7 separate regions of the Mus musculus genome follow, and regions 2, 3, 4, 5, 6 and 7 are each linked to region 1. The links are chromatin contacts, called in public ChIA-PET, HiChIP or PLAC-seq and promoter capture Hi-C maps. All regions are on one chromosome and are shown on one strand. Each heading gives the region's core, a stretch centred on a gene start, on an enhancer-like site or on the middle of the called end of the contact. The rest is flanking DNA. Distances are from core to core; before and after follow the strand shown.

Region 1 (4,088 bases), core at 875-3,374:
CCCAACCCCTAAGCTAAAACTTTGGCATCTGAACATATCAGTACCATGAAGGAGATTATTAACTGCCCAGCAGGATAAGATGATTATCAACAAATCTAGTTCTTATATTTATTGTCTTGTATTAAATATTGATTCTTTGCATTAGCTGCCAGGCACTCCAGTACATACCAGCAACATGCAACCAACTCTGCTGCACTCCCTGCTCTTGAGAAGTCATGTGACCACACCTTTCATTTATTTAACTATGGACTCGTGGGGTCTTTGAAAGATACTATAATTGGCTTATTAGCAGCAAAGAGAGACGTGGTAATTTATTTTCAATTTTTAAACAAAAATTGTTATAAAAAGGCAGGTCCTTGAGCAGTATAGAATACATAAGAACCCAAGATAAATACATAGTTACCACTCAGAAGTCCATAGTATAGCCCCTTCTCTTATCATCCCAGACAGTCCTATGTGGAGGAATGCACTAATGTATACTTTATTTTTAAAAAATCATTTTATATGCCTATAGGCTCAGTCTGTCTTCTAACTAGCTCCCTACCTCAGTAATTATCTTCCTTTTCATTAAAAGAAATAGTCTTCTCCTAAATCTAATATTCTAGCAACCATATTCAAGTTTCTCCAATTGCACCAAAAATGCCATTTACAAGCCAGGCACAGTGGCATATCTCAGCTACTCAGAAGGCTGAGGCAGGAGAGTCACTGGGAATCAGGGATTTAAGACTAGTCAGGAGAACACAGCAAGATCCCAGCTCTCTCTCTCTCTCTCTCTCTCTCTCTCTCTCTCTCTCTCTCTCTGTGTGTGTGTGTGTGTGTGTGTGTGTGTGTGTGTGTGTCTACACTGAGGCTGGAAGAGGGTGCTAGATCCCTTCGAGCTGAAGCTATAAGCATTATAGACAGTCTATTGTCGGTGCTGGGATCTGAATTCCCATTGACATGACTGAGCAGCCAACACTTTTAACCCGTAAGCCTCCTTCCTCTTCAGCCCTAGGAATTTTTTCAGATTGGCCTTCTGTTAGCTTTTTGTCAATGACAAAAAAACGACTTAAAGGAGAAAGAAAGATTTGTTTGGCTTGTAGTTTCAGTCCATAGCTGTTGGCTCCATTATTTTGGCAAAGCTGTTCATCTCGGGGCAGCTGTGAGGCAAAGAGAGAAAGTAAGCGGCAGGGTTCTACTCCCTACTTTAAGGACAGACTCCAACTTCCTTCTACAAGGTCCATCCCTTCAAGGTTCCTCCACCTCCACAGGCTAGGGACTATGAAACCTCTGGGCTTCACTCCAGATCCCAATGCAAGCTCTTCCTGGTATTTCTTAGTTTTGTCTATGGGTATCTCTTTCAGTCCAGTCTTCTTAATTTCATATGATTCTGATTCCATATGGCGAACTGGTCAGCTGTCGGGAAGAAAGGTCCCCGTACTGTATTCCCCTGGCTCTTTAGAGCACCACTCATTTGCTCCTCTACCTATCCTTTAAACTAGACTATCTAACTGGTGGCGTGTTGGGTTAACTATGAAAAACCATTTGGGACTAGAATACTTCAGAACCCTTAATAATAGCTCACACTGCAAAACACCAAAGACAGTCAACACCTGGATGGGACACCATTACTGAAAGTCAAACTATAGCATGGGGAGGAGACGGGGCAGGGAACACTGAGAGGGGTGCAGTGGGGCAACAGGCAAAATTCCAAGGAAATCCAACCCCTGCCCCTCGCTCCTGCGTAGCTCCGTAGTGTTCTATCAGGACGAGAAGAAAAACAACAAAACAGTAACCGCTTTTATTTCAGGGAACACTGCTCTTTATAAACGTGAGCTGAGAATACCTGATATTCCAACCCCAGAAAGGCACTGTGAACTATCCTCAGGTATACAATCTTATTAAACAAGACCTAAAACAAAGCAAGCGCCAGGCGTGCTCGGCATCTGCTCCCTTCCTCTCTGGCCTCTGGTCACCAGGAGGCGCTGCGACCAAATACCCTTCTGCGAAGGTAGAAACGCGCCGAGATAAGTCTTGTCTGCTCCGGGGCCCCGTAGCGAGCCGTCGCGTTCCGGGCTGTCTTTCCGCTTTCTCGCGCTCCCTGCCTCCGCCCGCTGCGCTCTTCCGATCGTTCCCTCCGGCTCCCGTCAGGGGGCGCTGTCTGCGGCGTGGCAGCGGCCGTGGCTGCCGGGCGACGATCTCCCGGCGGGCTGTGCGGCCCGGCTCGGGCTGCTGCAAGTGCCACGTCCCAAGAGCTACGCGGAGTCGCCAAGCGGGCGGTGCGCGAGGCGGAGCAGCGCTGAGCCGGCCGGGTCGTACGGATCGCCCGCCGCCATGGGCTCCTCGCAGAGCGTCGAGATCCCGGGCGGCGGCACCGAGGGCTACCACGTTTTGCGGGTAAGGCCCGGGGGGACGCCGGGGCGGCCAGGCCCGAGTCCGCGGAGCACCCTGGGCGCGGCTGCCGGCGACGTGGCCCGGGACCCACCACCCTGGCTCCTGGCCCTCCGCACGGCCTCGCCGCGCACTGGCCTGAGCTTCAGAGTTAGGAAGAGCAAGGGGCGCCGCCTCCAGAAGGAGCCGGAACCCGTACCTGTGTTCTCGGGGAGGGTGACGGAGCCACAGGCTAAGCGGAGATGTCACGACCGGTGTCGGTTCATCTCGGCTACCCCTGGATGCTTGCAAGGGCCACCTGGACAGGGAAAGGAGCACGAACGGCCTCGGGCTAGATTTGACAGACTTAAATTTAGTTGATTTTTGATAGGACTTTTCCGTTCCGGGTCGCTCCTGACCCTTCCAGATCTCTCCAACATTTCCTGGAGGAGAGGAACTTCCGTTCTTCTTTCTAAGATGAAATAGTCGGGGAGATTGAGGTTTAGGTCCGCGGAGGAGAGTTTCCAAAATAGCCAGGCTTGATGAGGAAACGCAGCGCCAGACACCAGGGGTCAAAGACACATCCGCCTGTGAACGGTCCTTTCCTCGTGGAACCAGGAATGTGGTGACACCTGTGTGAGTGCTAACATGGGCTGTGAACAGAGTGGCCTCAGTCTGCATCGCCATTTAGGGACAATCTTCTCTGAGAGTGTGCTTGCTTACCTTCATTTTCTGCCCTGGGTCGCATGTTCTGAATGAGATAACGTTTTAAAATAGCCCAGATACCTGAACGATAGGACTGTGATTGGTCACCTGGTTGTCGGGATTGTGGTTGTCTCTCCATTCCACTCAAAAGAGACTTTTGAAGCCCTTGTTTTTCCAGGGTGTTTCTTCATATGCCATATTACTTTCCTATTTCCTTCAGCTAACCAAACTCCTAAATCCCACACTAATAGGAAACACAGGAGAAAGAACTGCTTCATCCCGGGTTCGTAGGAAAATTAATGGCGATGCTTTTTCATCTGGTCTGATTCTGAGTTGACTCATGTGAGGTGTATTATCCTGTTACTTGCAGATTCTGAGTGTGGCCATGAACCCTTAGGGAGCTGCAGTATTTTTATTATAATAAACACCCAGGGAAACCTAGTAAGACACATTAGTGTTAATGAGTAGGAAAAAAAAATAGTCTTTAGGGTCTTAGATGGATCTTCATGTCAACAGAACTTCAGTTTAATGAGCTCATTCCTATGGAAGACAGTTGAAGTATGTCGTCTTCATAGGTGTGCTTCGGAGGATTTCTGAGTGCACACATAGTTAGTACAGGTGTGTTATTACTCTCTTCCTTGAGCTTTAGAAATAGTAGGGGCAGCCCCAGTTACCAGTCTGCATCTGGAGCACAAATGTTACAAAATATGAAATCATTGTATAGAGGGTATAAACCAAGGGAGCTTTAGTGATTATGTCATGAAAGCAAATGTTTTTAAGTTTTTAACCCTCTCTCTCCCTGATTTTGCCACTCATTGCCTTACCTCTGTTTTCAGAGAGAAAAAAAGAGTTCTCTCCCTCCTATCCGTTGCTTCCTAAGGCATGGTGGTACGTCCCACTACAGACCCCGATCTTGTGAGCCAATGTGTCTATAGCAGGAAACTTTTGAGATAAACTCACCCATGTTTGAACTGATGTAATTTCACTTTCTGTGGTAACTACCAGTTTGCTGGCCGTTCACTTGTTAGTGGTAA
Region 2 (4,088 bases), core at 761-3,260, 800 kb before region 1:
AATCACTCTCCAAAAAATTATGAAGTTCTCCTTGTTCAATACTGTAGAATCTTCAAATGAATACGCTGAATTCTGATCGTAGAACAATGATGTAGACATACCTGTGAAACTTACCTGGTTACAATAACAGGTAGTATGGGCATGTGTGTAAAACATATATTTTGAAGGTGATAATTCATTTCCTTGAGTTTTGCTAATGGTACCTTTTATTATATTCTCATGAGAATGGTAGAAGGAAATAAGATTTTTTATATTATTTAATATAATTTATACAACATTACATTAATATTTGCAGTATTTGGAGAAAATGGTTATGTGAAACACCTTTTGCTTCTGAGCACCGTGCTTGTGAATTTCACAAACACCAGTAAATGAAAATCAGTTTGTTTTTATCACTATATATTATTTAACTTTTTAATTATTTGGTGGTACACATATAGTCGATTCTAATTTTTCTTTTAATCACATAACTTACTATTATGAACATTTAAGTTATCTAAGTGCTTATTTATTTATTTTATGTGTGTGTCCTGGGAGTATGTATGTGCACTGTAAGCGTGCAGGACCCAACAAAGATGAGAAGAGAGTGTTAGAGTCCCTGGAAATGGATTTATAGTAGGTTGGGAGCATTTACACACATGGTATTTTTCCACTGTCTATCCATGCAGGCAAAACACCCGTACATAAACTTAAATCTTTAAAAAAGGAAAATTTAGCATTTATGTCTCACAGTAAGTAGAAACTTGAAAATTTTTTTATTGAATGTAATTAATCTAAAGTTAAAACTACCTGAGGATAATACTAGTAAATTCTTTTTTCTTTGGCCAAAATGGCATGTATAGTTAACCTATAAATGCATTTCTTCTTCTTCTTCTTCTTCTTCTTCTTCTTCTTCTTCTTCTTCTTCTTCAAATTTTAGAGTTTATCTGTTTGGGAACTTCCAAAATGCTCTGAGATTATGAAGTTATTTTGTGAAAGTAATTTTTATATTCCAGGAACACTGAAGGAAAAAGATGATGTCATAAGGAAATTGCACCTCTAAAACGTTAAAATTGTTATGTAAAAAGTGGCAGTCCTGACTTAAGTGTGAAGTCTCTCAAACTATTCTAAATGTACTTCTTTCCTAGCAAGAGACTTTTTTGTTTTGGTTTGGTTTTTGGTTTTTAGAGACAGGGTTTCTCTGTGCAGTCTTGGCTGTCCTGGAACTCACTTTGTAGACCAGGCTGGCCTCGAACTCAGAAATCCGCCTGCCTCTGCCTCCCAAGTGCTGGGAGCAAGAGACTTTTAAAAAGATTTGTTTGTAATCCCAGCACTAGGGTGGCTGGAGGCAGAAGCATAGTTTGGGATCAGCTTGGGTTACTCATTGAGTCAGACTCCAACATCAAAACAAGCAAAGATAGACAGCAGCAGCAAGAGGGGGAGCAGTAAGAGCCTGGTGATGTAGGTGAAGTCCCAGCACTTTGTACTGAAGCAGGAGTTCGAATCATTGGCCAGTTTGTGCTTCAGAGAGCTAGCCTGTCGGAAACCAAGCAACTGTATGGTTTTTTAATTTTTTTCCAAAACCACAACACCATGCAAGTCAAATACATTGCAAAAGGCCAAGCGTGCTGGCGCACCCCTTTAATAATGCCAGCACTCCCGGAAGAGGTAGGCGAGTGTCTCAGCAGAGGCAGGAGGAGTTTGAGGGTCAGCCTGGTCTACAGAGCAGCGCGAGTTCCTGGATAGCCAGGACTACGCACGGAAACGCTGTCTCAAAAAAAAAAAAAGGAAAAAAGAGACAAAGGGGGAAAAAAAGAAAAACCAAGCGCTACAGAAGAAAGAAGGGAAGGCTCGAACATACTGCCCAGAAACACATTAAAAACAAAGATCTCCACAAAAACACTTCCTGTCAGCCCCTAACATTCTGCTGAGCAATTTAACAATTTCTCGGGCGGGAGGGCGGGACTCCTCCTCCGAGGATTGTGGGAGGCTGCGGTAACGGCGCGTGCGTGGAAAGCAGAGCCGGGCCACTGCGTCCGCGGCCACGCCCACCTGTCCGCAAGGGCTGCCGGGAAAGCCCCCATCTTTAAGCGCGTTTGGCTGGCCCGCCGGCGCTCGGAAGTCCAGGCGCTTCTGTCGTTGTTCTTGAAGCTGTGGTGACCGTGGGATCCGAATCTTTGAGGTGAGCTTCTTGGAAACTGAGGAGAAGGTACGAAGGGCTGTGCTATGCGCAGGCCTCACCTTCCTCTCCGCGCCGCCGCGTGGGCCGCGCGGCCCGTGGCCGTGTGCTGGACCGCGGCCCGAGGGGGCGCGGGCCTCGGCGAGGCCACGGAGCGGGCCCCGGCCAGAGATGCGGGCGCCTGGGGCTTTCCACGTGGCAGGGATCCCGGCGGGCCGGTGTGGGAGGATGCGGCTCTCGCGGGGCCTTTAGGCAGAGGCTCGCCGCATCCTCACGGCGTCCTTTCGGTTTGTTCCTTGCACCCCTTTCCTGACTGGCCAGAGGCGGATGTTTCGGACCATTTAAGTCTTTAGGGTGGTCGGTGCGGGTTAAACGCGACAGGGTTCTGTGGGGACTGACTGGAGGCCGAAGAAGTGGGGGCCGCTATTGGGTTCCCAGCGTCGCTATCTTTTTTTTTTTTTTTTTTTCCTTCAAAGAACTGCCATTGCCATTCTGTCTTCAGTGTGAAACAGTCCCTAAATTGGGTAGGCCGCAGAAGTCTTGCAGGGGCTAACTAGGTCGTTATTGACCTGTGTCTCTGTAGTAATGAGAAGTGAGATTGTTGGTAGTGGGAGACAAACCAGCGCCTGTAACAGTAAATTCTGAAGTGGGACGTGTACTTCGTAGATTTCCCATTACAGGACCAGTGTATCGCCAGCAGTCTCCAGCATTTTGAGCAATGTCTCAAGAAATATACCAACAGTAACTCATAACTATATTCAGCTGCTGCAGATAAACTCTTCAAGAGCTGGTATACTTCCGTACAATATGGTAGGGTGGTTTAGTAAGGCGCTGAAAGCCAGTAAGACAGAAGATCCGGTTTGTGATTTCTAGCAAACCAGTATCACAGTCCCTCTTTATTCTAGGATTGTTGTCAGACCGTGAAACAGGAAAGTGGCTATAGAGTTAACCAGTGTAGTAGTGTTTTAGGCACATCCTTACCTTCCAGCGTCCCTAGTTTAAAATTTTTTGTATCTGTGCTCACAAGGTCCCATTTTTCTTGTATTCTCCTATATAGTGTCTAACACCGTAACTTTCATATCTGAACTCTATTTTCATTTTTACCAGTAATAAGTTTTGGTAAGTCAGCTGTGACTAATTTGAAAAGAAACGCAAATAATTGGCATTGAGGGCTATAGGAATATACTGCTGGCAGACTATAATACTGATATTTTTAAAGCTAGAAATGATTCAGGGGTAGTTAAGTGGACATTTTCTGCTTTTTTGTTTTTATCGCTGAACTTTGCTTTACCAACTACATGAAGAGTTTGGTTACAAAGTAGGATTTACTGGGAGGAGGGGTTGTTGATCTGAGTTTTCCATCCATAATCCAAGGTGTTGCTTTGTTGAGATGTATGAGAATTCATAGGGAAACCTGTAAGGTTAGGAATTCTTGAAATTAAAAAAAAAGTGGCATACTTTTTACTCATTCTCTTGTATTGACTATTATATAAAAATAATAACCTTCCTACCAGTGTGAGAAACTTTACAGATAGCCACAATGGCTGAAAATGGAGATAATGAAAAAATGACTGCTTTGGAGGCCAAAATCTGTCATCAAATTGAGGTATGATTCTTGTGTTGTTAAATTGTAACTTAAGATGAAAACAGAACATCTAATAGCGATATGTGGGCTTTTCAAACAACTGGCTTAGCTTTGATTCTTGGAGTTAATATGAATGTATTCATATTAGGGCAAAGTTAGAAGTCTCAAGAATTACAGACATTCCAAAGGTAACACTGTAGACTGGTGTTTATTTTTGAGACACAGAGTTCCCAAGTCTGTAAAATGGAGGTAATATTTGTAAGTTGATGTGAAAATTAATGGTGTGCCTAATATCTAACAAGCTAGCATAAATTCCATGGTAAAGTACTTCTGGTCAAATAATAG
Region 3 (4,088 bases), core at 528-3,027, 780 kb before region 1:
GTTGGCCTGGCTATATGGTCCAGGCTGGTCTTGAATTCACAATGATCTACCTGCCTCTGCCTCCCAAGTGCAGGAATTAAAGGAATGTTCCAGCATACCTGGCCTCTACTTTTAATCTTTTAAAAATTAGGTTTTGGGGCCGGAGAGATGGCTCAGTGGTTAAGAGCACTGACTGCTCTTAAGGTCCTGAGTTCAATTCCCAGAAACCACATGGTGGCTCACAACCATCCATAACGAGATCTGGCGCCCTCTTCTGGAGTGTCTGAAGACAGCTACAGCATACTTACATACAATAAATAAATAAATCTTTAAAAGAAAATTAGGTTTCATTACAAACCTTACAACCAGAAGCTGTAAAAAGTCACAATGAGAAAACCAGGGACTTGTGTGGTAGTAGCTGGCTCAGTGTGTACTGTACTTACCCAGAAAGCATTAGAACCTGAGCTCATATACCCAGCAGCCATGTAAAAGGTCAGGTGTTCATGATTATAAACCCAGTGCTAGGAACACAGGACAGAAGGATCTCTGAGGCTTGCTGGTCAGCCAGTTTAGGTGAATGGGTAAGCTCTAAATACAGTAAGACCCTGGCTCAAACGTATGGAGAGCAACTGAGAAAAACACCCTATGTTGACCTCTACCCTCCATACACACAAGACACACGAACATACACACGCTAAATACATAGCAGACTAGTCTTAATCTGAACACAGTTCATTGCAAATCTGATTGGTGATATGACACTATTTTAGAATGAAAACCCATGGAGATTACATTGGCAGCTTACACACAGCCATTTTGGAACTGAAAGAGATTCCCTCTTGCAGGTACTCCCAACCAAAAGAACTTTACCAAGTCTTCCCTGCTACTCTGCTAAGGGTGTTACATATGAATGGATTCTGCTCTATTCTCTCCTACATTCTCAGTATCAATCTCTGGCACCAAGCAAGAGGTCATTTGTGAAGAAACGCTTCCTCAACTGTCCACAACCTGAAACTCGATTTCTAGTATTTGTCTCTAGGGCAGAAATACGTAACACGGGAAATACATGTCCTTGACTTCAGTACGAAGTTATCTGTATTAAGCAAATGTTTAATGAGCTCCTAACTAGTACATGACTCTCTAGACACCGAAAAGACTAACAAATTCCTTGCTCCTGAGAATTTACAGTGTGTTGAGAGAAACAAACAAACAAACAAACAAACAAGCTGTCTGATAATGCTAATGGACACTCAGAAAAAACAGTAAAATGAGTGGTTGGGTTCGGAGTGTCTACGCTGCAGTGTCAGAAAACTACTTTGTCTAAAGGTATGGTATGTCTCCAGAACTTCCTTATATCCAAATCGCTACTTATTTTCATCATGAACTGGACAGGATCAAGCCCCAAGAGGGCACGATGAACCAGCCGCCCTACCTGCAATGTGCGGCCTGGTGGGATACTGTTCTAGAAGTAACTTGGGCTTTTCGAATCCATCCACTTCTTGCAGGCGACTCTCTAGTTCCTTAAGCTTTAACTTCTTCATCGTTTTCTCTGTATTTTAAAGTTTGGGCTCCTGGGGCTTCACAGCACGGGAGCTGCAGGGAAGTCTACCTAACCCGAAACTCCCCAGCGGTGCAGGGTGGGGGTGGGGTGGAGGGTCGGGGACAGACTATTTAGGACTCAGCGAGGGGATCCCACGAGCCTCGCGGGGATCGCCGCCCGTGGAACCCAGACGCTCCAGGAAAGCACTCGTATGCCTCTAGCTGGTCCTCGCGGTCCCTCCCCGCAGTGCCGGAAGTACCGACACGCATGCACGCCCTCTGCCGGGCGCCGAGCTGCAACCTCTGCCGGGCTCCCTGGTTCCGACGAGGACCAGAGTGGTTTTTTTGGTCCGCGTGGGCGCCATCGGAAGAAGCGGTCTTCATCGGCGATCACAAACCAGCCTCCACCAAGCCCGGGAACGCCAGCTTTGTCTTGAGTATCTATAGACCTGCAAGGGATGGGGAGAGAGTTGAAGGCAATATGGGACACCAGGCCCGTGTCCACCCACGCCTCAGAAAGTAGCGGTCTACACCCACCTCTGCGTCCTTCTCCAGTCGAATGCTCGGCTTTAATCTTCCCGTCCTCGTTTTCTGAGGCTTCGAGTTTCTTAGCACTTACGGATGTCAGTGAAGCAAGAAGAAACGTCAAAAGAGATTTGAAAAGAAAGAATATTGCCGGCATGGGTAGTGTACATTTTAGTTCCTCATTCAGGAGGATCTCTGTGAGTTTGAGGATGGCCTGGTTTACAAAGTGAGTTCCAGACCAGCCAGGGCTACACAATGAACAGAGAATATGGTTGTGGTGTCAAACGTAGGAAACACTATGAAACTTGTTATTCTGAAAACAGAAGTTGTGGATTGTGGGGAAAAAATGGAAGTAGGCACATAGCAGCAAATTTTAAAAATAATTATAATTATGAAAAGAAGACTTAAGGTGACCAATGCCTAGTAAGCTCGAATGACTTTATTATTGCCATTAATAGTCGTATTTTATTTGAGCCCAGGGCTTTGTGCATGCCTGGCAAGCGACTACTGAACTGCATTCCTAATACCATTGCCACCATCACCATCATCAAGATATAAAGAGACAAGAGCATGTCTAATAATAAAATGTAGAGAATAGAAAGTGTTTAAAACACAGGAGTGGAGGTGATGGTGACTTAACACTTATAAGATATGCTGAAGAGACAATGACAGGTGAATCTCTGTGAGTTCCAAAGCCAGTCTAGTTCATGTAGAGAGTTCTAGACCAGTCAAGACTACATAGACCCTATCTCCCTGTCTTAAAAAAAAAAAAAAAAAAAAAAAAGCAGGCAAGATACAAGATACCCTGAAACCCACAAAGGAGAGAACTGATTCCTGAAGTTTATCTTCCAACCTTCCCCACACAGAAAATAATAAATCAAATAAAAATTTAAAATAAGAAAAAAGTATGTTCTTTTAAAACAAAGAAAAGGTCTTGGCCAGGCCATTAAGATCACGCTGTTCTTCCAGAGGACCTGTCTTCAGTCCATAAGGATGGCTAACAACCATCTCTAACTGCAGTTGTAGGGGATCTGATGTCCTCCTCTGGCCTCTGAAGGCACTGCATGCGTGCGGTGCACAAGCATACATGCAGGCAAACCACAGATACACATTTTAAAAATTCTTAAAGACAAAGAAAATATTGGATGCATTTACAATCTTGTTTGTTTGTTTGTTTGCGTGTTTATATTGAGACAAGGCTTTGCTACAAGTCCATAGCTAGGATGGCCCCAAACTCACAGAGAACTGCCTGCCTCTGCGTCAGTGCTGGGATTAAAGGTATCTACCACCATTCAGGGCACAGCTCCCCAATCTTGAGGGGTCAGGATCCAGTACTTAAATACAAGATTGCCCTCAATAGGATGATTTCTCTTTTTATTATTTTTAAAGGAGTAGAGAGCTGATGAAGTTGAGAATGTATCTAAGATTATTTTCTATGAAAAGTACATTTCACAGTTACCAGAATGAAATGAGTTACTATATATAAAATCTTTAGCACATTGAGCTAGTACATTAAGCTCTTTTTCTTGTACCAAATGTCTTGCTAATATTAGTTGGTGATGTGTTATCTGTTGGTAAGAAAGGATGGATGGATGAAACTAGTTAGGTCCCTCTCCTCTTTCCCTCTCCCTCTCCCTCTCCCTCTCCCTCTCCCTCCCCCTCTCCCTCTCTGCCCCCTCTCTCTGCCCCCTCTCTCTCCCCCCTCTCTCCCCCCTGTCTCCCCCTCTCCCCAAAAAACAAAAACAAAAAAGAATTTTATGTGTATAGGTGTTTAGCCTGTGTTATGTCTCTGTACCATTTGCATGCCTGGTGCCTGCAAAGTTCAGAAGAATGCATTAGGTTCCCTGGAACAGGAGTTGTAAGCTACCACGTGGATACTGAGAATTGAACCTGGGTCCTTTTGAAGATCAGCCAGTGCTCTTAACTACTAAGCCATTTCTACAATTGCAGCATCTACTTTAAATATATAATTCCTTCCTCTAAACAGGTCACCATGTACTTGGAGAAACTAAAAAATCAAACATTTGAAAAATTCAGGAGCAACC
Region 4 (4,088 bases), core at 875-3,374, 750 kb before region 1:
AGATTTTATTTATTATTATATATGAGTACACTGTAGCTGTCTTCAGACACACCAGAAGAGGGCATCAGATCTCATTGCAAATGGTTGTGAGCCACTATGTGGTTTCTGGGATTTGAACTCAGGACCTTTGGAAGAGCAGTCAGTGCTCTTAACCGCTGAGCCATCTCTCTAGCCCAGACATTTTCTTTATCATATACTAGTCTAAATGTAACAATCACTTAATCATTTAAATTTCATGCTGAAAGTTGAGAGGAAGGAGTTAATTAGGAATGTTTGAGAAATTGACGCCGTTAGGAACTGCAGTAATGAGCCCCAGGGCAGGAAGCAGGGTTGCCAAGGTTTGTGGGGGAAGTTAGGTAGGTGGCACCTGATTTGTGTGGACTTTCCTCTTTTGTCTAGCAATGACTTATCTATTATCAATTAGGGTTTGCTCTAAGCTATAAACAATATTTTGATCAGAGTTTCAAGCTCTGCAATTTCCTATTATATACAGACATCCCCATTCCTTTTTTGAAATTTCCAAACATTTATGTAGCGAGTATAGTGTATAGGAAGGATGAAAGGAAAAAAAAAAGCCATTGTCAGGAATTGTAGTGATGATAGAGAGATGGGTCGGTGGTTAAGAGCACTGACTGTTCTTCCAGAGGTTTTGAGTTCAATTCCCAACAACCACGTGGTAGTTCACAACCATCTGTAATGAGATCCAATGCCCTCTTCTGGTGTCTCTGAAGAGAGACACAGTGTACTAACATACATAAAATAAATAAATAAATCATAAAAATAAAAAGAATTGTAGTTATAAGATTCTGTGAATAAACGCTGATAAATATTTTGTGAACAGTAGGAAAAGCTGTAAGAGAGGATCTCTATTTCTGAAACTATTATTATATTGTCATAATTTTATTTTTAATAACTACTCAGTTGCTCATTCTCTAATTTACTGTAAAGTGAAAGAGAGTTAAATTTCTACAAACGGAGACTGTAACACTGCAAATTGTATTACTCCTTTTTTTCTTATTGAGAAAATAGGAGATGGTGGATTGCCTGTGTTAAAGGTGTATATGCATTTAGATATATGTGTCTATATGGATTTCTTCCTTCCTTACTTTGGTGCTGGGAATCTAACCAGAGTCCTATATAAACCGAGCATGTTTTCTGAGCTATACCTCAAATTTGCAGGAATAGTGAGTTGGGATTTTAATGTAAGTTATAAATTCCTGGGTTAGTAAATCTTGTGTTTTTTTGTTGTCACCCACTTTATTTTATTTATTTATTTTTAAGATTTATTTATTATATGTAAGTACACTGTAGCTGTCTTCAGACACACCAGAAGAGGGCATCAGATCTCTTTACGGATGGTTGTGAGCTACCACGTGGTTGCTGGGATTTGAACTCAGGACCTTCAGAAGAGCAGTCGGTGCTCTTAACCGCTGAGCCATTTCTCCAGCCTATCACCTACTTTATATACAAAGGAGAGAATTTGTAAAATGCCTGTGTGCAGTATATAAGTTTCTGGGGGCATATATGGTGGTGTGCACCTGTAATACCAGCAATGGGAGGTGGCGGTAGAAAGATTAGGAGTTCAAAGGCATCCTCAGCTACTTTAGGAACTTTTGAAGCTGTTCTAGGTCATGAGATCTTGCCTAGAAATCCCCATGACAAGACCCCTTCCAAAGGAAATAGAACAAACCCCTGCAGTGTGGGTATTCATGGATCACTGTCCTCCTTAGAAAATACCACAAAATATCTTACACCTTAATTCTAATTTAAAATTAACTCAAGCTAATGAAGTTATAAAACCTGAAAGTAAGTAAAAATTTTAGAACGTTTGAAGAACTTAGGAGAGGATGGAGAGAGGGCTCGGGTTCGGGGTGCTTGCTGCTTCTCCAGAAGGCCTATGTTGGTTCCTAGTGCATACATCTTATGGCTCTGGTCTAACCTCCTGTTACTCCAACTGCAGAGGCCCTGAAACCAGGCCTCCTCAGCCCCAACTCCCCAATGTGGGCTACGAATACACATAAATAAAAAATGACACCTTTTAACAAACACTCTGTAGGAGGTTAAAGGGTTATAGATGAAGATTAGAAAGGTTAGAGAAGAGCCTTTGTAACTAAGCTCTGGAGTAAGCCAAGTGAACTGAGTCAAAGGTTAGGACACAGCTAAAACACACAGGAAGATTTAGGTAGCCCTTTGGCTAGTATCAATTGTAAACATGTTTTTTTTTCCCCCTTCTGTTTTACCATTGACAAGTGAATGTGTGGGGTAATTTCTTCCTAATACGGATTTTCCTGATCAGTTTTTATGTTCTTTTCTTTTTTTTTTCCCTCCCCTCCCCTCCCCTCCCCTCCCCTCCCCTCCCCTCCCCTCCCCTCCCCTCCCCTCCCCTCCCGTTTCCTTTCTTCTCTCTCTCCTCCAGCCCTCTCCCCCCTTTTGTTTTGAGACTCATTGTGTTTCCCAGGCTGGCCTGGAACTTGGCTATGTGAACCAGGCTCCCCTCAAAATTCAGAGACCTGCTTTGGCCTCTGTGAGCACCTGTACTCTTGTAAAAACCCCCGCCTCCCACTCTCAATACTACAAATCTTATAAATTGTTTAACCATATTGAGTTGTGTTTATTATATACTAAACCCATAGATTTTACATACCCGCATCCTGGACTCCGTTGTAGTCTGTTGATGTTATTAAATTACCATATATTGTGTTTATGGATTAGCTTATTCTCATTAATCATTTCTTCTAAGAGTTGCTATCATTTTATGCATAGCTCTTCCACTTGATAGAATGAATTTTGATTGATTCCAGTGAAATTAAATTTAAAGAATTAAAATTTTTGTGTTTTAAGAAATAAAATAATTTTTCCTCTTAAAAGTGCACTTTTGCTGTATTCAGATTTTTAATGATTTTTAGCTAAGATGGCTTTTGTACTCTTCCTATTAAGTTTATTTTTAGACATTTTAATGTATTTAATTAGTAATTTTTTATTTGGTAGCAAAGTAACTTATGTGACTTTTGGATTGTGAATATTGCAATGTCTTTGTTGTTCAGATGTACCAGTTATTTTTAAAAGTAATATGTAGTGAAGATTAGCAAGAATATATATACTTAAATATATAAACTTTATAAAATAAGTTTCAATTATTTATATCATTGATTAGTTTATTGAGGTAGGAATGGAAAATATAAATGCTTTAGATTACTATCAAGTTGTACTTACAGGTTTATAAAGGACAGAAATAATAAAATAACACTTGAAAGTAATATATTGCAGTCAAACATGTCAATCCTATGGTGATTTTCTTTTAGTGTTCTGTTTGGGACATGGCTAGTATGGCCTTTTCTTAGGAAAAGTCTCTCTGAGTACCATTTTTAATTTAAAGGCCTACTAAAGTTATATTTTTTAACTTCGTGCTTTAAAATCATAAAGAAGGATTATATTGGTTTTGGTATTTGCTTGTATTTTCCGTTTTAGTATTGTAAATGGAAGCAATACACTCTTGCCTGATTAGACATTGTTGTTTTTCCTTCCCCTTTTCTTAGTTTTCTTTTTTATTTTCCTATTACAGGTTTTGTAGAAGACATCAGATTAAATCAAGTTCAAATATTCCCTGTGTCCCCAAAGACTTACTGATGATGTCTGAATTTGTTCTTCCAAGATTCATTTTTTGTCTTATTCAGTACTTAAGAGAAGGCTATAATGAACCAGGTATGTTTTAATATGTTCGTTGTAATACTCTTAAATAATCAGATCACAGACTTTTAGCATTAATAATAAAGAAAAAAATGTGAAGACATCACTTAAAATTTTATAATTTTGACTGTGTATACGAGTATGTGGTCTGTATGTGTTTGTATGTGTCTGTATGTGTTTGTATGTGTCTGTATGTAGGTGCCCAGGGAGGCCAGAGGTATGAGATACCCTGGAACTTGAATGACAGGCAGCTGTGAGCCTTCAGATATAGGTGCTGAGACTTGAACTCAGATCTTCTGTAAGAGCAGTGCATGCTTCCAACCACTGAACCATCTTTCCAGCCCAAGATACTTCTTGTTTTTAGCATAAAATATTAAAGATAGCATATAAAATTATGGGCT
Region 5 (4,088 bases), core at 1,041-3,540, 730 kb after region 1:
TGTCTCTCTCCAGATCTCACATAGCCCAGCTGACCTCAAGCTTCAGTGGCCAAGAATAACCTGAATTCCTGCCTTCCCCCCCCCCCCCCCCGTGCGGGGCGGGGGGGGGGGTGTTATAGGTATGTGCTGTTGGTCCTTATCCTCTTCTTCCCTTTCGCCTTCCACCTCTTCTTTTGGCAGATTCTTCTCAATCACAGTTCAGGTTAACCTCAAACTGATGAGTTGATGTTCCTGCCTCAGACTCCCGGGTGCAATGAGCTTAGGCACAATCTATCACTTTAGCTATATATTTTTTTTATCTCTAATACTAGAGAGCATATTAATTCTAGACTATTTCACCACGTGTGATGGTTAGTTTTAACTGTCACCATGGCATAGAACAAAATACACACATATAAATGTTTATATACACACATACATGCATATATGTATTACATACTACATACATATATACACATATATACTATATAACACATACATATATGACCCACACAAACCTATATTAGTGTGAGCATGTTTGCTGGGGATTGCCTTGATCATCTTAATTGATGGGAGAAGACTCACTTTAAGTGTGAGCAGCACCTTCTGGTAATGGCCCAGGTAAAAGGCAGAAAGAAAGCTTTGCTAACTTGCCTCCTTAACCTTCATTCTCACTGGAGAGTTCATTGACCTTTTTGGTGTGTAAGGGTCCATGATTTGCTGAAGGATGTCACCCTGGACTCCAATAGTATGTAACCACAAAGAGTGTTGAATTCTGCAGAAGTCTAGCAAGCTGGGTCTCCCATGACCCAGGTAGAGAGACACCCAAGTGAGCTCAGAGGCCTGATTTAAAGCACATTAGGGAGTTCTGGGGTAGGTGACCTCTATGATAATCTGTTGGGTCCATCTCTACTGACATTCCATTGCCGGGGTAGAGAGGCTGTAAACTTGTTGGGGGAGGCCTGGAAACTGCTGCTGACCCATTGTCCTTGCCTCGGGCCAGACAGGTGGCCAGACAGGTGGCGGGCCGGCTTCGGAGGCCTGGACTTGCCTGGACTTGCCCAGGTCTTGGTAAGAGATTTAGGCCTAACCTCCTTAACTGCCAATTTGAAGCCTGTCATGGAGTCAGCCTAGCCTTCTCAAGCGCTGGTATTAGAACCTTGCTAGGCAGAGACCCAACAGTTCTCCAGGAGTCCCTCAGGTCTTCACAGGCAGATTGGGCTGAGGCTCCTAGCTTTGAGGACTGACCACCAGGTTTTCAGCATTTGCTGTGAGACAACCACTGTCTGGCCTCTCCAAGTGTACCACATAAGCCAAGGTGGTAAGTCATCTTTTAATATATGTTCATTCCATTGGTTCCTTCTTTTCTAGAGAGACCCGATATACCAAAGATCAACTTTCCATACGGCATGCATCATTTTAAAGCGTATCAGCAAATGTGTTGACACCAGGGAGTCTGGTATTTGAATACCATCGTAGAGGTAAATAGCAAATTATCCTCTGGGAGAAAAAAAAAAATCCAAAAGCAACTAAATAATAAGGCCCATGATTAAAAATGGGTAGTATCCTATGATTAGTTCAAGCCACTAGGACCTCATACAAGTCCAACTAAATCAAGCCACTTGAGGTAGTGTTAGTAACCACTTTTAGTGAGCTAAATGGTTGTCCAGAAAACTTAAGAGCAAAAGCAGGTATATTTCTAAATTTTACTTTTAATAGTTGTGCACGCTAGCATGTAATCAGAGCACAGCTTTCGGGAGTCTTCCATTTTGGGTCCCTGAGTTCTTTAATATGGCACTATTTTTCAATTTGGGAGCACAAAGAAAGTCTATAATGGGTTAGTGGCAGAGCCTTATGTCTACCATAAGTATGACTCTGAATTGGTCACCCAGCTCCAAAATACGAATAAAATTCAGAGGAACCTTTTAAAATGGGTTATGGCAAAGTTGAATCAAAAAGTTTAAAAACTTCGAAATGAAACCCCCACAGAAAAACTTGCGTTCGGGCCAAAAGATGGGAAGGACAATCGCCTTAAGCTGTTTGAGAATTCACATTAATTTCTAAGCAAGTCTCTAGTGGCCAGCAAGCCGCACAGGCTGGGACGCCGAAGACATGGGGTGAGGGCATCCTCACGTGCGGTGGCTAGGCAACCGCGGGCGCCTTCTCACGGTGCTAGCCCCGCCTCCTGAGGCACTTCCGCCGCCGCGCGCCTGGACCTTCTCCCTCTCATTGGTTCGTGGCTCGCCGAGGATGGGCGGGGGAAACGCGTAAGTCCTTGCGGTCACTTCCGGCCCGGGAGCGCGCGGGTTGATTTGTCCTTCCTCAGCTGCGGGCGCTCGGAGCTCGGAAATGGCGGGTAAGTTCCCGGGAAAAGTTTAGCAAGGGGAGGAGGCGGGTGCTTCTGGGGAAGAACGTTGAGGCGGCCGTGACAGTGGCCGCCTGGAACTTTCGGGCTCTAGCAGAGGTTCCAGAAGGCCTCTCCCTTCCGCGAGGCACTGAGGGTCGGGGACTGGCTCCCGGTGGGCCGCGCTCGGCGCCACCGCCCCCGGTGCTGACGCTCGGCGCCTCCCGTGGGCCTCCCGGGCCTTGAGCTCAGGCAAGGCGCTCAGTTTGGTCTGGTGGAGCGCGGTCTGCCTCGGAGCCTTTCACCCCCTCGTTCCCCTTTGCTCACTGTCGCCCTAATGTAACCCATTAGGTCCAGTTCCCGCCAGCTGATCCTCTCCAGGGCCCTGCCCACCTCCCTCCCAGCCAACTTCTGAGCGAGCGCGGTGCTGCTGCCCTGCCCTGGTTCAGGGCACACTCAGGGTCTCATAACCCTTCAGGATTCCTGAGATCATTGTTTTTTTAGATGTCCTTTGAGAAAGTCGTTTTTACACTGCCCAACTTGTCACTTAGAATGGAACTTCTGTGCTGTGTGTAGTAGAATCCTCTTGCTGTGCTTTATTCGTTTCTAGCCTTGGAGAAATTTCTGGTGGAGTATAAGAGTGCCGTGGAGAAGAAACTAGCAGAGTACAAGTGTAACACCAACACAGCAATCGAGCTGAAACTAGGTGCGTATTTCCTTTCAGAGGAGTTCTGTGTGTGCAGCCCTGTATTTAACAGAGCCTTTAAAATAGGAAACACAGCTTGAGGTTAAGACGATTACGTAACAGGTACTTTCTGCGTTGACTGGACATGGAGATTTTAGGCAGTTCTCTAAGTTCATGCGGTAGAAGGGGTAGGGGAAAGATAGTGATAAGAAAGTGAAAGATAGTGTGGCAGAAAGTATATGTGATCTCATCTTAAAAATTGCAAATACACCAGGCAGTGGTGCCGCATGCCTTTAATCCCAGCACTTGGGAGGCAGAGGCAGGCGGATTTCTGAGTTCGAGGCCAGCCTTGGTCTACAGAGTGAGTTCTAGGACAGCCAGAGCTATACAGAGAAACCCTGTCTCGGGGGAAAAAATTGCAAATGGGGGATGGAGAGATGGCTCAGCTGTTAAGATCATTGACTGTTTTTCCAGAGGTCCTGAGTTCAAATCCCAGCAACCACATGGTGGCTTACAACCATCTGTAATGAGATCTGATGCTCTCTTCTGGTGCTCGTACTTACATATAATCATTCAATCAATCAATCTTCAGGCCCCAGGGAGCAGGACTGGTAAGAGCACTGACTGTTCTTCCGGAGGTCTTGAGTTCAAATCCTAGAAACTACATGGTGACTCACAAACATCTATGATGAGATCGGATGCCCTCTTCTGGTGTGTCTGAAGACAGCTACAGTGTACTTAGATATAATAAATAAATCTTTTTAAAAAAAATTGCAAATATGATAATAACAGCTGTTGGTTAGGATGTGGAAATTCATGGGTTGCTGGTATTATATCTAAAATGATATAACAACTTTGGTTTGGAAAAAAAATTTAAATGTATTTTATGTTCATAAGTGCTTTCTCTATCTTCATGAATACCAGAAGAGGACATCAGATTCCCACCATGTGTTTGCTGGGAATTGAACTCAGGACCTCTGGAAGAGACCAGTGCTCTTTTTTTTTTTTTTTTAAAGATTTATTTATTTATTATATGTAAGTACACTGTAGCTGTCTTCAGACACTCCAGAAGAGGGCGTC
Region 6 (4,088 bases), core at 493-2,992, 710 kb after region 1:
GCAAACATGTTGTACCAACCCCTACCCCCATCCCCATCTATGGTTGCAATAAGTGGGAGGAGAAAGCGCAACTACAATAGTCATAAATTATCTGTGCAACAAATGTCATAGACATTTATGAGAAGGAAAATTTTATAAGTCATCCTAAGTCATGCAAACAAAAAGAGCAACTCCAGGAAAACCTCATATCAATCCCCAATAGAAAGAAAAATTTTCCAATCCGTTCTTACTAAGAGTACAAACGGCCGGGTATAGAGCCAATCGCAGCCCTCAGGAGGCAGAGGCAGGTAGATCCTCCGAGTTCCAGGACAGCCTGGTCTACAAAGCAAGTTCCAGGACAGCCAGAGCTACACAAGGAAAATCTGTCTCAAAAAAAAACCAAAACAAACCAAGTACAAAGGACATCCTCCACTCATGTTTGTGAGAAGAGCATTTCTCAAAGTTAGAGAGCTTAAAGAGGAATAACGATCATGTTCTTCCCATTCTTTCCCTGATGTAAAATTCTTTCACTTACCTGGAGGAATATGTTTCTCAGCTCATGAGGATCACCTCGTTTGGTTGTATGCACCTGAGGGGGGGGGGGGAATGACTGGTTAATGCTTAGCTAGAAACCACATAATCTCTTTAGATTATAGTTTACATCTGCTAACAACTCATTTATCTTTCATAAGGTCATTTAGTCTAAAAACAAACCCAAAGCTTAATTGCTGATAACACCTGTCAAACCGGAGATCTACGGCTAAGGGGTGGGAGAAAAGGGTGTGAATAGTGCAAGATAGAGCAAATTACAGACGGCACTTCCTGTGAACTGGAAAGGGAAACCAATGTAATCGTTTACTTTATTCCACAACTACTAGCAATACAGTAGCAACCACCAAGCTACAAATCCTGAGAGCCTCAAGAGAGGAGCAACAGGAGATGTAAAACAGCCAAATTAATAGCCGGGCCTAGCAGCCTTTCTTGTGGAAAGCAGAAACAGTACATCGTCATCTTGGCGACCCTTTCTCCATCTGACCTAAACCTTGAGAGCTGCCACAATACGGATACTTTCGACATCTGACAACCTGCCAGGCAAATGTCAACCAGTGCCCTGGGCTGTATTGTGGCCCCAAATGACAACACCCACCCCCTCCCCCACCGCGGATGCCCTGGGTATCCCCGGTTCTCCTGCCCGCTGACTCTCAGTCCCTCTCTGATGCTCTCCAACTCTGTGCTCGCAATCCCATGTACCTAGGACAAAACACTACTCTTTTCCTCCTCCCGACCATGGTCCTCAGGAGCCCCTCCAACTCACGATCCCTCCTCCTTCCCCTCCCCCAGCCGGGCATCCTCTTCGCTCCGGTCCAAGCCCAGCACAGCTCTCCACCCGCAATCTAGAGCCCCGGGACGCACTGGCTAAGAACCAGGCAAAGAAAGCAACGGAAAGAGGCGGGGGGCTGCACTCGGGGCCCTTGGAACGTCTCTTATGCAATAAAAGCAGCAGCAGAGAGTTGGAGTCACCTTGACCGCCATGCTGTGCTCGGAAGCCGGGAACGAGCGAGTGAGCGAGCTGGGCCGAGCTGTCAGGGCGCGCGCGCGCCACGGCCCGGGGCCGCGCCCGCGCTCCCTCCTGTCGCAGCGCCGCGCCCGTCTATATGCAAATGAGCTAGAGCGCGTCGGTGGTGCGCACCGAGTGGCCTTGGTTGATCCATCAGCGGGCCGGCGGGGCAGTCGCACCTCTTGCGGGGGACACCAGAGCTCCGGTCGCCGGATTCCAACGCGCAGTGTGAGCAGAGGCTCCTCTGGGCCAGCCCCAAGTCCCAAGGCCTGGCAGTGGGTGTGGCTTTGGGCACCGGCTTCAGCCAAAGTCGGTTCCCTCTTGGGGCTTAAAGGAACACTTGGGGCCTGTATTGAGCAAGGTTGGAAGCATATGAGAGCTTGTCCCATTAATAATGAGTTTATGACAACCAGTGACAAATATTGATAAGGAAAATGATTAGTTAGGTTTTTTAAAGGGAAAACCTAAGTAAACATAACTTCAGAAATATGCTCCTGAATTAACATTCCTTGGGATATCCCTAATGGTTTATTAATAGATTCGCTTCACTCTCTTAACCACCCAAATTCTTTGTACAATGTATATAGAAAACAACTTTATTTATCTTGGAGCTGGTACTTGCTATGCTGACTTTCTCTTCTACAGGAAACAATTCCTCTGTGAATTCCCAGCCCTGCCTTAAGCTAAATTAATGTCTCTAAAACTGAGGCTTGCCATTAAGATATGTGAGGGCCAGGCAAGTAGCTTAAGTTGCTGGAGTGCCTAACTAACATGCTGGAAGTCCCGGGTTCTATGCCCAGTAGCACATAAACTCTATCTTGGCGAAGTAGTATCCGACTGTAATCCCCAGGCTTGAGAAATGGAGGCAGGATAATCGGAATGTCATCCTCGGCTGCATAAGAGTTAGAGGCCAGCCTGGATGCATAAGACGCGTCTTCAAAGAAAAGAAAAACGAAAGGAATAGAGGAGAAGTAAGAAAGGGGAAGGGAGGGAGGCGGGGGGGGGGGGGTGTGTGGAGGGGGAAGAGGGGTGCGGATCCGAGGTGATAGCTCAGTCTGAGGCTCCTCAGAACTCATTAAAGGTAGAAAGATAATCAACACCTATTTTCCACATTTCATCTAAGCACTAAGGTGAATAAAATTAAAAATTGTTAAAAAAAAAAAAAGAAGGGGAGAAAAGATCCTATTAGTTCTCATATTGATATTCACCCAAATATTTACTAAAATCCTCCATGTGCTAGACATGGTCCTATTTGTAAAGTGTGGATATAAATACACATATATGCATATGAAGTATGTGTATAAGTAGTTATTTATTGCAAAGACCTTCTTTGCCACCATTATCATAGACCATTTTAAGTTATAAAACTAAATAGCAATCCTACATATTGTAGATATCATACCCTTGGCTCAATCATACTTAAATGTTGCAATATTTGATTATCCCTGGGTTATTACAAGAAAATTTGTAACAAGCTGATGATGTCTCCTGTAGTAGTATATTGCCTTTATTCCCACCCACCAGTTATAGGCTTCGTGTGCTCACTTTTCAATATCTTTGAGACCAGGCAAGGGGATAAGTCTTTTTAAAAGAAACATGGTTGACTTGTTTAAAACTGATCATTAGTGCACTCGACATGGGTTTTGTGAGAGGGAAGGAAGTGATGAGATTTCTTGTCATTATAGTATTAAAATTAAATCTACTTAATTCATAAAATCATATACATGCCATGAATACTTGTGTCTATCAATAAATATGTGCTATTTGAAAATATCAGAGCCCAGTAAAAGCCAGACATTTAGCGATTGTGTTTACCCAGGACCTCAACCATATTTGGTTTTTTTTTTTTTTTTTTTTTTTTGGTTATTGTTTAGTTGGTTGCCTTTTGTTTATTTGTTTTGAGACAGGGTTTCTCTGTGTAGCCCTGGCTGTCCTGGAACTTGCTCTGTGGGCCAGGGTACCCTCAAACTCACAGAGACCCACCTTGCCTCTCTATCCAGAGTGTTGGGATTAAGGGGAGCATAACTACATCCAACTACTATTTTCTTTCTTTCTTTCTTTTTAAGATTTTATTTATTTATTTTATGTATATGAGTAAAGTAGCTGTCTCCACACATACCAGATAAGGGGATTGGATCCCATTACAGATGGTTGTGAGCCATAATGTTGTTGCTAATTGAACTCAGGACCTCTGGAAGAGCAGTCAGTGCTCTTAGCCACTGAGCCATCTCTCCAGCCCTTATTTTCTTTCTTAAGTGAGACATGCTCCTTTAAATTAAAAAAGGGGGGGGGGGGGCGTAAATAGTGATGGAAAACCAGGTTCCCATATGTGAGTGACTGCTGGGCCTTTATCTTTTGCCATGCACAAAAACTTCCCTCAAAATGTATTTTTAAAGGGGAAACATAAGATCTACAGCCATAAAACTCCCAGAAGGAAACGCATGGAACGGGGAGCTCTCTGACACTGCCTCAGGTAGTAACAATCACACCAAAGCCAAAGCTCGGGTCACAAGTGAGACTGCATCAAACTAAAGTGCTTCTGTGCAGCAAA
Region 7 (4,088 bases), core at 957-3,456, 680 kb after region 1:
AATGACCTCATGGAGAACACATATGTCACTGAGTCAGAAATCACAGTGATCTTGCCAAAGAGATTCCATGTTTCTGGTGTTTGGGAATTTGGTTGGTTGGTTTTGGTTTTTCCTGCCTTTTCTCTTCTCTCCCCTCCCCTCCCCTCCCCTCCTCTCCTCGCCTCTCCTTTTCTTTTCTTTTCTTACCACCTGCCTCTGCCTCCCAAGTGCAGGGATTAAAGGCATGTGCCACCACGCCCAGCTCCTGCCTTTTCTTTCTGAGAATCTCTTGTAGCCCAGGCTGGCCTCAAGGATAATGCGAAACTCCTGACCTTCCTGCTTCCACCTCCTGAGAGCTGGAATGACCGGTTTGTGCACCTATAAAGCCTACAGATTACAAAACCACTACCCTAGGTCTTGCAAAAGCTTGTCAACGATGGTGTGGCTTTAAAGGAAGTAGGGTATCGTATCAAGGACTGATGGCCCTGGACAAGTGTCTTAGCCTCTGAGCTTCCTTATATGTAAAACATTTAACATTTTAAGTCTCAAGCTTGTTTTGAGAAATCTGTGATAAAAAAAATATACAGAAAAGCAACCAGCACAATGCACGGCACAAACAGACACTATTTGTGGTTTAGCTGTGACTGTCACCACTGATATAAACCTTTTAAGGCACCATCAGATACAGGTCTACAGAGAGGGATAGCACCCAGGGCTCGGGGGTGGACCGTTAAGTTAGATACCTGGGATTTGGGACCCATACACCTCACATTGCTGCCAATCTTCTTGTGTCCTTCCCCGAAAACCATGGTGTCATTACCACAGATCTCACTGACAGACCTAGGAGCTTGGAGTCAACAGAACACACTAGCCTTCAATGTACCACGGCTTTTGTGGCCGATAACATTCCTAGATTTCCATCAGCAGGAGAAAGTCAGGCTTGGGACAGCTCACCAGGTCCCTGAACTTTGCTGGATATGACCCCCATTCCTGGCTAAGGTCCATCTGACTCGCCTATTATTTCTTGTTTGTTTTCTTTTAAATTATTTTTTACTTGGCTCTTTCTGCTATTCTCAATGTTTTGATTGTGAGCCTCGCCTTTAATCCCTGAACCGTCTCCCTAGCTCTCTCTGCTGCTCTTAATGGATGATCATCCAAGTGAAAGCATGACAAACTATCCCTTAAAGGAACACTGTTATGAATATTGACAAATCCATCTTTCCCCTCAAACTGAAAATACAGAAAGATATTAGTCGAAAAAGTTCCTGCTGGTAGTAGTGGCACATGTCAGTAGGATTTGCTGAAGGAGGCAGAGGCAGGAGGATCACAAGTTCGAGGCCAGCCTGGGCTACACATTTTTTGCTGGACGATGGTGGCGCACGCCTTTAAGCCCAGAGCTTGGGAGGCAGAGGCAGGTGGATATCTGAGTTTGAGACCAGCCTGGTCTACAGAGTGAGTTCCAGGACAGAAAAAAAAAAGAAAAAGAAAAAGTCCCACAGTAGTTAACATTTATACTGGATAATACATATCAGACGATTAAGGAAAGATTACTTTCTTAGAAAAAAATACCATATTAAAAATTTAAAATAAGGCCAGGTGTGCTGGTGCACACACATTTAATCCAAGCCCGCGGGAGACAGAAGCCGGTGGACCTCTGAGAGGTTGAGGCCTGTACCACATAGTGACTTCCAGGACAGCCAGGGCCATAGCGATGATCCCTGTTCCCAAAAGAAAAGATGAAACTTAAAGAGCTATCTGGGCGTGGGGGAGCACTTCTGTAACCTCAAAACTAGGGAGAGAGAAGCAGAGGGGTTGGAGTTCAAAGTTATAAAGGAGCTCAAGGCCACCCTGGACTGCAGTTTCAAAAAGCCAAACAAAGCCAATTTAAAGTCATATATTTACGTTCACCAGCATAAATGACCTTCAAAGATATATCTCCTAGCATGTTCCCACCCGTTCTTAACAGCTATGACTGGCAACAGCCTCCTGACCAATGTTCTGGATCCTTCCCGCCTTCCTCCATCATTCTTTAAACTGTAGCCAGGGGGCTTCTTAAAACTCTCCCCAAAACAAAAGCCTTTGCAATTTGATTCACTTACCAGATAACTCATGCTTAAGGTGCACAATCCAATGGCAGTTTTGGCACATGGGTGTCTCACCATGCTCTCTGACAGAACACTCTCTTCGCCTAAAAGAGGAACTCTAAAACCTGCACAGTCATCCCGTTTTCTCCGTTCCCTGACTTTCTGTTCCCCTTCTACTCTCCAGTCGGTGAAGGCCACTTCCCTTTAAGTCTCTAAACAGTTACCTGCCATGGACGAAACTTTCTGTATTCTCCTATCTGGCTGCAATCACACACACGCCTCCCCTACCATCTCCATGCCCATCCACACGCAGGTACCAACCGACACCCACTTCCTACTTCCTCAGTGCTCTGCTGAATGGCTGAACTGAACGGTCTCTCCAGCCCCAGAAAATGTAGTCACCATTAAACAAATGTTAGGAGCATAACAACAGATGGAGTTGCAAGATACCAGGACCAACCACTCATTCCTCAAAAGCAAGCAGCTGGGTGAGGTGTAGCTAAGCACATGGGAGACCGTGAACTCCATATCCAGCTCCAAGGAGAGAGAGATGAAGAGGGGGAGAGAGAGAGAATCAGTATGTGGGGTGAACCGAATGAAACAAAGGCTGGCCACGAATGGTGTTGTTTGGACTGACATGAAACCAAGGATGCAGAGGCAGAGGGTACCCGAAGCACCTGCTAGCTACATATTTTAAAAATGCCTAAAATTTATAATGAAGAGAGGCTAACATTATTTCTGCTGACTATAAAAATAACTCTAACCGTTAAAACCAATAGGTGAGCTGATTTTAATGACAAACTTGTAATAATTTCTTTTTTTTTAAGTCTCCAGAATTCAGCAGCAAAAACACAAGTAACCTTGAAATATAGAATAAGTCACTTTGAAACATATTTTATGCTCAGTAACAAAACTTTCTCTTTTTTATGAGAGATAATCAAAGATGAGCTTCCCTAGTTAGCAAAGCTGCTATCTAGGAATCTGACTATGGCCCACTGATATGTTTTCTGTGGCAAAGAATTAATTTCTAGGAATTCTGACTGCCTAATATACTTGGTGACAACATTATGAAATCCTAGGATTTCATAAAAATATTGGTTTTTTTTTTCCCTTGACAAATTGTGAGCTTGGGCAGCAGGCAGTTTCTGGTCCCAAGTGACACTTGGTAGCTCTTAGTTGCCAAGCAAAAACTGCCTCCAAAAAGACAGCTGTAGATCTTGTCTGTCTCCACCTCAGGACACTGGGGACTCACAGAGCTTTGCTTTATGCAGCGAGCAGCCCCTGTTAGAATGCAGACCCCATGGAACCCACTAAGTTGGTGCATTTTGCCAATCAGCATACCACCCACCACACTACTGCGTGGCTAGAGTATCAGAGCCAGTAGGGCAGAGCTACAGCCATCCCCTTTCCTATGAATCCATCAGCAGGAGAAGAGCTCGTGGGGTCCCCGAGCTTTGCCAGACATGCACCCATCCCTGGCCAAGGTCTACCTGACCAACCTATTTTTTTAAATTATTTTTATGGGGTGCAGGGGAGCACATCAAACTCCTGATCCTCCTGCTTCCACCTCTTAGGTGCTGGGAAATTTTATCTGAAACTTTGAAGTAACACATTTTGTAACTGTGTAGTAAATGTTTCCACTATGTCCTGTATCAGAATGGAAACTAACATAATGCCTAAATGTTTGTTACTTTAGTAATTTTCTACAAAATTTTGTAAAATAGCCAAATGTTCTACCAAAATGAATAGGTCTTTGACATCCACGGTACATAAGAAAGAAAGAAAGAAAGAAAGAAAGAAAGAAAGAAAGAAAGAAAGAAAGAAAGAAAGAAAGAAAGGACGGACTCATGAAGAGTCAGAGAATAAAGACCGGGTCTTCCCAGTATAGCAGATAGAACTTCCAGAGAACTCTGACTAAACTAAATATAGACACCACCATCCTGGAAGTTACAGTTTCAAAGAAGCAACTGTCTAAATATTTTAGATCAGATTGCATGATAATAGCCTCTGTGATCTGCATTTAAT

The links. Promoter capture Hi-C pulls out the DNA fragments that hold promoters and counts their contacts. ChIA-PET counts read pairs in DNA pulled down with a chosen protein or histone mark. HiChIP or PLAC-seq counts read pairs in DNA pulled down with a chosen protein or histone mark. Capture Hi-C pulls out chosen DNA fragments and counts their contacts.
Region 2: an RNA polymerase II ChIA-PET map of memory CD8 T cells shows a contact between it and region 1, with 12 read pairs. The contact joins the promoter of Ssb here to the promoter of Gorasp2 in region 1. A contact is called at or near these places in 2 of 39 promoter capture datasets (liver and pre-B cells), 1 of 15 datasets of contacts at CTCF or cohesin (pro-B cells), 1 of 484 Hi-C or Micro-C datasets (muscle stem cells), 5 of 115 datasets of contacts at active chromatin or transcription factors (the 230-238 cell line, astrocytes, large pre-B cells and 2 more) and 2 of 9 other capture datasets (adipose tissue and pancreatic islet).
Region 3: a contact with region 1 is called in an HNF4G HiChIP or PLAC-seq map of pancreatic cancer cells. The contact joins the promoter of Mettl5 here to the promoter of Gorasp2 in region 1. A contact is called at or near these places in 4 of 39 promoter capture datasets (embryonic stem cells, frontonasal cranial neural crest, liver and 1 more), 1 of 484 Hi-C or Micro-C datasets (B cells), 9 of 115 datasets of contacts at active chromatin or transcription factors (astrocytes, bone marrow-derived macrophages, cardiomyocytes and 6 more) and 1 of 9 other capture datasets (pancreatic islet).
Region 4: a contact with region 1 is called in a promoter capture Hi-C map of embryonic stem cells, with 5 times the contacts expected there. The contact joins the enhancer-like site here to the promoter of Gorasp2 in region 1. A contact is called at or near these places in 4 of 39 promoter capture datasets (the C10 cell line, embryonic stem cells, liver and 1 more) and 2 of 115 datasets of contacts at active chromatin or transcription factors (acute myeloid leukemia and embryonic stem cells).
Region 5: a contact with region 1 is called in an H3K27ac HiChIP or PLAC-seq map of extraembryonic endoderm stem cells, with 7 times the contacts expected there. The contact joins the promoter of Hat1 here to the promoter of Gorasp2 in region 1. A contact is called at or near these places in 7 of 39 promoter capture datasets (the C10 cell line, erythroid cells, hematopoietic stem and progenitor cells and 4 more), 1 of 484 Hi-C or Micro-C datasets (embryonic stem cells) and 7 of 115 datasets of contacts at active chromatin or transcription factors (differentiating embryonic stem cells, embryonic stem cells, epiblast stem cells and 3 more).
Region 6: a promoter capture Hi-C map of liver shows a contact between it and region 1. The contact joins the promoter of Slc25a12 here to the promoter of Gorasp2 in region 1. A contact is called at or near these places in 3 of 39 promoter capture datasets (hematopoietic stem and progenitor cells, hippocampal neurons and pre-B cells), 1 of 484 Hi-C or Micro-C datasets (B cells), 4 of 115 datasets of contacts at active chromatin or transcription factors (large pre-B cells, memory CD8 T cells, pro-B cells and 1 more) and 2 of 9 other capture datasets (embryonic stem cells and liver).
Region 7: a promoter capture Hi-C map of hematopoietic stem and progenitor cells shows a contact between it and region 1, with 2.5 times the contacts expected there. The contact joins the enhancer-like site here to the promoter of Gorasp2 in region 1. A contact is called at or near these places in 4 of 39 promoter capture datasets (hematopoietic stem and progenitor cells, hippocampal neurons, neutrophils and 1 more), 3 of 115 datasets of contacts at active chromatin or transcription factors (bone marrow-derived macrophages, embryonic stem cells and large pre-B cells) and 2 of 9 other capture datasets (embryonic stem cells and liver).

Annotation. Positions count from the first base shown.
Region 1 is chr2:70,659,385-70,663,472 of GRCm38.p6, forward strand. Gorasp2 (golgi reassembly stacking protein 2) reads left to right here and starts at 2,125. Exons shown (of 10, transcript NM_027352.4): 1 at 2,125-2,376. The coding sequence starts at 2,314.
Region 2 is chr2:69,859,552-69,863,639 of GRCm38.p6, forward strand. It overlaps Ssb (Sjogren syndrome antigen B), which reads left to right and starts at 2,011. Exons shown (of 12, transcript NM_001110145.1): 1 at 2,011-2,161; 2 at 3,673-3,764. The coding sequence starts at 3,699.
Region 3 is chr2:69,883,838-69,887,925 of GRCm38.p6, forward strand. It overlaps Mettl5 (methyltransferase like 5), which reads right to left and starts at 1,778. Exons shown (of 7, transcript NM_029280.4): 1 at 1,412-1,778. The coding sequence starts at 1,520.
Region 4 is chr2:69,910,852-69,914,939 of GRCm38.p6, forward strand. It overlaps Ubr3 (ubiquitin protein ligase E3 component n-recognin 3), which reads left to right. Exons shown (of 39, transcript NM_177783.6): 2 at 3,563-3,702. Among named protein-coding and RNA genes, the nearest start is that of Ubr3, 16 kb to the left of the region's middle. Within about 2 kb of position 2,125, at least 11 of the 459 cell types and tissues checked have an H3K27ac peak or open chromatin away from gene starts, as enhancers often do. A contact at or near this core is called in embryonic stem cells, where this site is marked.
Region 5 is chr2:71,386,970-71,391,057 of GRCm38.p6, forward strand. It overlaps Hat1 (histone aminotransferase 1), which reads left to right and starts at 2,291. Exons shown (of 11, transcript NM_026115.4): 1 at 2,291-2,335; 2 at 2,934-3,029. The coding sequence starts at 2,329.
Region 6 is chr2:71,366,013-71,370,100 of GRCm38.p6, forward strand. It overlaps Slc25a12 (solute carrier family 25 (mitochondrial carrier, Aralar), member 12), which reads right to left and starts at 1,743. Exons shown (of 18, transcript NM_172436.4): 1 at 1,501-1,743; 2 at 515-568. The coding sequence starts at 1,512.
Region 7 is chr2:71,336,080-71,340,167 of GRCm38.p6, forward strand. The region is part of intron 3 of Slc25a12 (solute carrier family 25 (mitochondrial carrier, Aralar), member 12); the gene reads right to left. Among named protein-coding and RNA genes, the nearest start is that of Slc25a12, 30 kb to the right of the region's middle. Within about 2 kb of position 2,207, at least 87 of the 459 cell types and tissues checked have an H3K27ac peak or open chromatin away from gene starts, as enhancers often do. A contact at or near this core is called in bone marrow-derived macrophages, hematopoietic stem and progenitor cells, neutrophils and 1 more, where this site is marked.